2 separate regions of the Zea mays genome follow, and region 1 is linked to region 2. Evidence: chromatin contacts called from public Hi-C data. All regions are on one chromosome and are shown on one strand. The core of a region is the stretch at or near the end of the contact, and the rest is flanking DNA. Distances in the headings are between cores, read along the strand shown. Region 1 holds the start of LOC100276889. Region 2 holds the start of LOC100217144.

Evidence for each region. A called contact is a pair of places that touch in the nucleus more often than the background predicts.
Region 1: a contact with region 2 is called in a Hi-C map of tassel, with 1.7 times the contacts expected there. The contact joins the promoter of LOC100276889 here to the promoter of LOC100217144 in region 2. A contact is called at or near these places in 2 of 25 Hi-C or Micro-C datasets (ear and tassel).

What each region holds. Positions count from the first base shown.
Region 1 is chr7:180,017,532-180,021,710 of Zm-B73-REFERENCE-NAM-5.0, reverse strand. LOC100276889 reads left to right here and starts at 2,766. Exons shown (of 2, transcript NM_001150591.2): 1 at 2,766-3,210; 2 at 3,309-3,576. The coding sequence starts at 2,841. The coding sequence ends at 3,442. LOC103643027 (30S ribosomal protein S9, chloroplastic) reads left to right here. Exons shown (of 5, transcript NM_001346498.3): 5 at 1-401.
Region 2 is chr7:179,759,742-179,763,936 of Zm-B73-REFERENCE-NAM-5.0, reverse strand. LOC100217144 reads right to left here and starts at 2,590. Exons shown (of 8, transcript NM_001359648.1): 1 at 2,165-2,590; 2 at 1,202-1,315; 3 at 1,067-1,135; 4 at 956-975; 5 at 816-868; 6 at 669-699; 7 at 396-477. The coding sequence starts at 2,531.

The DNA of each region.
Region 1 (4,179 bases), core at 1,517-4,016, 260 kb before region 2:
CTATCTGCATGGCTACGTATTTTGTTGTGGCGGGTCTCTGCCCTTTGACTTTGATGTGGGTTTTCTACTCAACACAGATCACTTGATCTGCTGTTATTTTTTCCGAAGGTCCTGTCCTTTTCAGCTTCTCCAACCTGTGTCGATACGAGGACCATGCTACACTTTGGATTCCGTTTCCGAAACGTTGTGACAGCAAAATTGATGTAGAAAATACCATTTGACCTAATCAAGACCGAGAAGTTGCTTTGCAATGAGCTGCCAATAAAACAGGCTGTGCCAATGAGACTACATGTTCGTCTCATCAGAAGGAAGACCCTTCTCGACCCTTATGATTTAATGGCTGGGAAACGGGTTTCGGATGCCAACTGATGATTATGATAATTTGCTTCGTTATTTTCTTCCTCTCCGTGTATGTCTTGCGCAGTACTGGTAAAGGAATGATAAGCGTTCGTTTTGTGCCTGAAATAATAGAACCAGGCAAACTGCTTTCTGCGGGTTTGAATCATGCAGTTTCGAATTGTTGTGTCATCTGCTTGACATCAGGTTCATTGAATGCTATGTTACCATGACTACATCAGATAGTTGGGTGGCCTGATCCGGAGCTGTAGACAACCAGCTTGAGGCTATCTCCAACAGCCTACGTAAACGACCCTACAAAGTACTATTTTGTACTATATATTTCACTGTTTGTTGAATATATAGTTTAAAATACAGTGAGGTAGTCTGCTGGAGATAGTAGGATCCAATAGACTCTCTATTCTGCTTTCTATCTTACTTTTTATTTTCGATTTTATTCTGTAAACAGTGTAATGTACATTGCAAAACAGTGTAAAACTTTCCACGATCATTTACACGAGAGATGGCAGTAAAAAAGATGGAAGAAAACGTTATGGTCGTGGATTATTGGTTTATTAGGATTTCTACAAAGTTGGCATGCCACAGATACTTCTCCTGTGACCACCTGTACACAAAACGAACATTAACAATTAACGGAAGATCTCCTCGACGTGAACATTATTAACTTATTAACGATTAAATAAAGGAAAGCATGAGCTCTATGAGTTTGTTTGGTTTAACTTTTTCTGATGAGTTTTTTTAGAATATGGTTGATGAAGAATTTAGCTATAGAAAAAAATCTAGGTATCATGAAAATTATGTGTGGAGAAAGATAAAAGGAGGTAGAAAGTGAGACGATACCGTTTCATCGATTTTTTGAAATCACGTCATGATTAAAAATTGCTCTAATGTTTATCTTACTATAACGTGACTCTCATCCAAACACGATACAAAATATAGTCGCTTCTTCCATGGCTTCTTATACGTCAAGCAAACACTCACCAACCCGCCGGATTGGATTCATCCATCGCACCAGCTTCAACCACGCATGTAGCATGTTGGATGAATGTGTGGGGGTGGGGTCACGCTAGCTTCTGGTCTGGCCGGCTGCACCAGCTACAACCACGTGTGCTACGGACTGCCGACGAGACATGTTACTTTAATCCAAAGTACATGTTCATTGCTGCGATTTTTATTTATATTTTAATATAAAGTATAAAACACAAACATATATATATTTTGTTGGTTAGGTGAATGTAAATGCAAGTTTAAAACTACAATAATGGTTTGAATCTTTATTTATACATAATTTTTCTTATAACCAATTAAATGTTTAAATGTGGATCCGACCAAGTCAGAGGGACCATGATTGATTAGAAAGAAATATAAGTTTTTTTTTTTTTTTGTAAAAGTGAATACGGAAACCGTGGAACCAGGAAAACTTGTAATTTAGACGCTGCTTGGGAGAGCTATACTTCAATAATTTCAGGTCTATTTTAGCTTCTTCTATCCAAACAGGTCGAGCTCAACGAGCTCTAGTTTAAAAAAAATTAAAACAAGAGACCAGTTTTATGAAATTTTTTATGCTCCTCAAAGTGTGCTTCACAAACACTGTTTTTATACCTCTTTATGAAGTTACATAAAAATTACCCACCAGCTATTCGTTACATGATGTATCGATTCATATCTCTTTCTCCACCCGCTAAACATCAAGGGTAATTAAGAAAACTCGCACAAGTCAGTTGTATTATAGAAGCTGGAGTCTATGTGCAAGTCAAACACTTTTGAACCCTATCTTATCAATCTTTTGAAGTTGTCTTTTTGGTGAAGTTGGAAAATGGAAGCTGCAATTTAAAAATGAAGCCCTCTCAAATAGGATCTTAATATAGTATAGATTTTGGTCTCTAAACTTAATGTGTCGTGTCCCTTAGGTCTCTAAATTTAGCAATATTGTGTCATTTGGATCTCCAAACTTTCATTAATATGATTTAGCGTTGTACACCACGTCGACATCCAGCTTGATCAAATTTTTTGGATGTACTGATTAGGTTACAACATCCGTTTTTTTTCTAGTTTGAGTGACACATCATGCCAAATGTGAGGATGATGATATACTTTACTTAATAAAAAACATGGTGCTTCGTCTGCTTGATCTTTGCTGCAGTCAATTGCTGCCGACCTGATCGGTGGCGGCCTCGGCTCTCTTGTTGCTGCTGTGACAACAGTCAGTCGTCAGTTGGAACTGGATGCACCGACTCCTCCGCGCGGGCGCATCACACAGCGTTGAGCGATACAGTCTGCGGGCAAGCTGAACGATGGTAACGGAACGTCAGTGGCTCTGAAATCTTGTAGGGAAAAGAACGTGGAAGCATGCATACCGACTTGGCTGACGTGCTGACTATATATAAAAAAAATCAGAGTTCACCCACACCGTACGTAGCAGAGCATCAGTTTCATAAACAAGTCCATACGTACTACTTCACCTTCAAGCAGCAGCAGCAGCCATGGCAGCACCCACCGTCGTCTCCTTGCTCGCCATGGCCGTGGTGGCGATAGCAGCGCTTCAAGCTACGGCTGCCGGTCCGCCGCCACCGCCACCGTACGGCAGGCCGACGAACTGTGTTCAGACGTTATACGAGGTCAGCAGCTGCGCTCCGTTCCTGTCGACCGGAACGGTTATCTCTGGCCCTCCGGCGAGCTGCTGCGCGCCCCTGAGGGCGGTTCTCAGGACGCCGGCATCCATCTGCCTCTGCCACGCCATTGGCGGCGAGATCAACGAGCTCTTGCGCATTAACATCGACCCCATCCGACTCGCCTTGCTGCCTGTTGCCTGCTGGGCGATCGTGCCGCCTCAGCTCCCTGCCATGTGTTTCGGTAGGTTTTTTCTCAGTTGCTATGATTGATCGTACTAGTATCTAATCATGTATTTTTCCCATCAATACCACCTTGTAATTTCTTTCTTTTGTACACAGTTGGACCTGTGCCACCCATATTCAACATCCCGACTATGTCTCCGTCGCCGCCGGTGACTCCTCCGCCACCTATGCCTCCGGCGTCGCCGATGAGGCCTCCGCCCTGGGCCTCGACGCCTCCTGGCCACATATAGGCCTACTAGGCCTCAACGCCTCGTCTAGACGTCTACCTCATCCATCCACAACGACCAGCTTGGCCAAACGCCTTGCTTCGGATGTTTTACTTCTGAAGTTCGTTATGATAACACTGAAGGCTTTGTTCGGTTGAGATTGAATTTTTTTTTTGACTTTTTTAGGATTTAAACCCACTAAATCTCACTTTATTCATATGGATTGAGACCAAACAAACAAGCCCTCAAGTGGTACCATTTAGACCCATAAACTTTAAAAACATATTCCTTGTTCCTTCAATTTGTTTAGTGGTGCATCTACGTGAATCATATGGTCTACAAATAGACGCGGCCATATGGTCACAAATAGACGGCCAGTGCATCATTTAATAACTTTAGGACTTTAATACACCACTTAACAAGTTTAGAGATCCAGAAAGACATTTTCAAAATTACTAGACCCAAGTGGTATTCCTGGATCGATCATGCCTAAATTCTTAACAAATTATTAAGGGTTAGTTTGAAAACTCCATTTTGTCAAGAAAAAATGAACTATTTTTCTTTGAAAAAATGGGATTTCCAAACTAGTTCTAAACAAATATTTTTGCTCTCTAAAAATTTGAACTAGTTTGTTCTATGCAGAAAAGTACAAATCATATGCCTAAAGTATTCTAAATATATAATGTATCGGCTGGTAATTTATTTAAATTTATTTGTATTTTATTTATTATTATCGGTAGTATTTTATTACTTGTAGTCAT
Region 2 (4,195 bases), core at 1,341-3,840:
GCTTTTACACAGCTATCTGTTTCCATCTTATCGTACCATCATTTATCCTCATTTTTGTATCGCTCTGTGGGGTACTATGGACCACTAATTCTACTAACAGATGACATTCTTTTGAAGTAAATTTCTTGCAGCACCCCAGAGTTAAGTGAAATGAATTACACATATTAGTCATTTTATGTAACAGAACAGACAATATATTCATGAGAAAACAGAAAGAACAACTCAGTTCTCACTTCAACTGCATTGCACATGAAAAAAAGGCAATATTGTACTGTTATATCACAATACAAAAGGAAAAGGAAACATACCACATTGTACAAATTTTACTGTCAGTTGGACAACATATATGTCTCCAAAGCAAGGGGTAAAAACTCAAACTAAAGTTTGATACGTACGTAGAATATAAAGTACAACTTTCCAGTCACATGCTGATTGATTCAAATGAGGCATTCGTACCGATGGATCACCATATGTTATCTACAAGTTCACACACGAAAATTGGGTCAAAATGCATACCAGGGTTTCAACATTGTTGATGCTGGGCTGTGTATGTGACTAAGGCCCATAGGCCCATGACTAAGAAGAGGAATGGAGAAATAATCTAGAACTCAGACCCAAAATTGTCCTCAACAGCACTACTTTCAGAGCAAATGTACAAAAGTGCGTACCAAAATAAAGGTTCCTCCTGGTTTAAGAAGCCTGCAATAAAAAAGTATAACTGATAAGGCTGCAGGGCTGTTGAAATTTACAAGATATCTTGGCCCAGATGACACTGCAGAGTGATACTTCAGAAAGGCAGCAAGACACTAAAAAACCTGTCCACTTCCAAAATCATCTGAGCTGCACTGAGGGGAGCATCCACACCACACTATGAAAGCAGCAAGACGGCATTGCTGAAGAAGTCCAGAAATAAGGAAAAAGACATGGTGACTTAATGTTACCTACTCCTACTTACCATCAATGAGTCCAGAGTCCCTAAGAATTTAACAAAGTTAAGTGAGTGAAATTACTTCAAATGCGTGTCAGCAATGGCCACAAACAGAACATCATAGCAGGAAAAGTGTACCTTTATCGATTGCACAATCGAACGATTCGTCCGGAAACATACTCATATCTCTAACATCCATGCGCAAGTCTGCAGTTCATAAGGGTATCAATGGACAATAGATTGGGGGAAATGATAAAAACAGTCAAAGGATACATTGCAGCTGAGGAACATCGAAGTATTTCTTTCTCATCATCTCAATCACAACCGACGAAATGTCAATGTTCACTATCTCCACATAGCCGTCAGTGACCATATCCTCCGACATGACTACAGGCATCAGAGAAGAAAATTGGATTAGTTGCATTAATTAGGACGGAGAATGTGATTAAGGAAAAGAAGAAGCATGAAAGTGTGGAGGTTTGCCTGACAAGAACAAAAAGCAAACTTGCTGTACTACAGGACTAGCCTGATCAGAGTGCATTGAGACAATCGACTGTACAACCCTGTTGTTTCCTGGACGAATTAAAATAAATCATACAGACAAGTGCTGGTTCGTGGTTCGGGATGTGTGACTCCACGTTCAACATAAGGAAAAGCAAAGAAACACAATAATGCTGCGTAGACGAGTGACAAGAAACAAGAGCGTGCAATTCCAGTATGCTTCACAAGTGGCATATCTGTAGTCCGTAGAGCAATCCACAGCAGCAGCAGGATTCCGTTCAGAGTAAACAGCAGATGAAACACTATGCCCAACACGTAGACCGACCAAGAGAACGACTTGGCAGAAAAGAAGTGGCGCGAGAAAGACCCTGTCCCGTTGTCATGCCCCATGACGATATACGTACAGTAATTAAGCAAAGATACAAAAAAAAAGCGCAACCAAATCACCACCTAGGCACCGACACTTCTGCAGACACTACTATTGCGTGGCCAAACCCAAACAGTGGTTTCAATTCTATCGGCGCATTTCGCAGATTGCTTACTATTACGAGCAACAAGAGGAGGAGAAAATTGACCTGAGCTTTCTATTTTCGGGAACATCGAGGGATTATTGGAAGAAAGCGAAGCAACGCCGCAACAAGGAAAACTCCGCTCGTCCGCTATTACTGTTGCTGATAGTACGATGGGTAGAGTTACTGGTTACTAGAAGGAAGTGGGTTGGGGCGGATTGCGTACGTGCGGAGCCGCAGCCAACCATGAGGATCCGGGACGCCGGCGGCGCGAAGCAGCGGACGAAGGGGCGGAGCGCGTCGTAGCGTTGATACCAGTCGTACGGCGCGCCGCCCTCCTCCACGTACCGCGCGTCCCAGTACTCCGCCTCGCCGTAGCCCAGCGACCTCCCATCGCTGGCGCCCACCTCCTGCGCACCGTCGTCGTCGTCGGGCCGCGGCGGCGGTGACGACGACGACATCGCGGGGGGCAAGGGGAGGGGCTGCGAGCGGAGCGGATGGGAGAGGACCGAAGGAGGGCGCGGATGGGATGGGAGGTAGTAGTTGGGTGATGAGGAGGAGGGGAGGGGAGGGGGTGGGAGGAGCATCGGCATCGGTGCGGTGCTCGCGCGTCGCGCCCGCCCCGAGCTTGGGACCAGCCGCCACCACCCACACGTCGCCGTCGGCGCCTGCCCAGTTGAAGTCTCTCTTTTGTTTTTGTCGTCATTTCTCTCTCTTTAGGAAAGTCTTTTTTATTTTGTTTGTAAAAATCGTTTTTGTGTTTTGATTCCGTGACTGTGCTGTCTCCCCAGTCTTGGTCTCCGGCTCATTTTCACTTTCATACTGTATTAGTATTTTTTACGCAGCCATTTGCAGTTTTGAATTGATTATTCTGTCACTGTCAAGTGTCAGCACGTGGGTCGAATGGACGTGCGCACTGCGCAGCTCAGAGCTCACTCAAGGAGTAATCCTCCACTACCATGAGAGCATCTCCAGAAGTTCAAAAAAAAACCTCCATATATTTAATTTAGAGTGTTAACAGTTTCTTAAATGAGATCCTAATTTATACTAAATTTTAAAATATCACTATTTAGTCGCCAAACTTAGGAAGTTGTTCACCTCTCAATAGCCCAATCACACCATAAAATCACCATCAAATTCGCACCCACCCGTGTAAAAATAATGTACTTTAAATAATTCAAGTTAAGAAAATAATGAATTGATGTACTTCAAATAATTTAAATTAAGAAAATAATGAATTTACCATCGAGTTAACATAATTTAAATATTCAATGGTTTAAGAATTGGGGACCGTTGGATGTTAAGATAGTTTTTGTTTACAATATATATTTAACAACTTACTAAATCAGAGTTTATGGAGCATTTTTTGGAGAACTAATGGAGATGCTCTGACGGTGTTGTTATCCTTCCATCCAAGCAGTCTTCTAAATTAAGTTTTTTTTTTTGGAAAAAACACAAAATCTTGTCTCCAACACTATCCTAAAGTTCCTCTAATTTTTTCGTAGCCCTAAACTATCTCATTTATAGCTAGAAAAAATAAAACTTTTGGGCTCCCTAGAAACGCAAGCGCATGCAAAATCGAGCAAACTTTCTTTTTTTTTACTGCTTTGTGTGTATTTTTCTGCACAAATTCTTTCTCGTTTGCAAAAACTAGCAGGGTGTCCGCTGTCACGGCCGCGCAACCTGTCGTCATGCGGCCCTGCTATTGGACCTCCGTTGTTGGTCAGGCCTCTATTGTTGCTTGGGCCCATAGTTGATCCTTGATCCTCCCTCGCTGGTCGCTCCCGCCCATGTACCGCCACCGACCTTAATGGCGGCATAGGTTTGGTCGCTATGCAGACGTTAAAGCTGCGGAATAAGAAAATGCATCCGTAAAAAGATATCGATATAAGACGAATGCTGATCTGATCTAGCTTAAAATATTTTTGATTCGTTTTAGGGAAACTGTCGGAGAAAGGGTTATAATCTACTTCCAATAACTTTTTAGATGCTCCTAAAAATAGATTTTGGAAGCCGTGAGAGTCCTAAAATTGGGTCCTAATTTTTAAAATAGGAACCATTTTAAATAATTTTAAGGCCCAACAAATTGTTTAGATCCAACAATAGGTCCTATAATTACTAATCTGTTAACCTGCCATAGTTTGGGAAATGTTTTTTGCCACGCCATCTGCTATTCACTACCGCTAGTTGCATATGCTATTCGCATCAGTAGAGAAGGCGCTAGGCAACCTGCAGGCATAGAGACCCAACGTGCAGT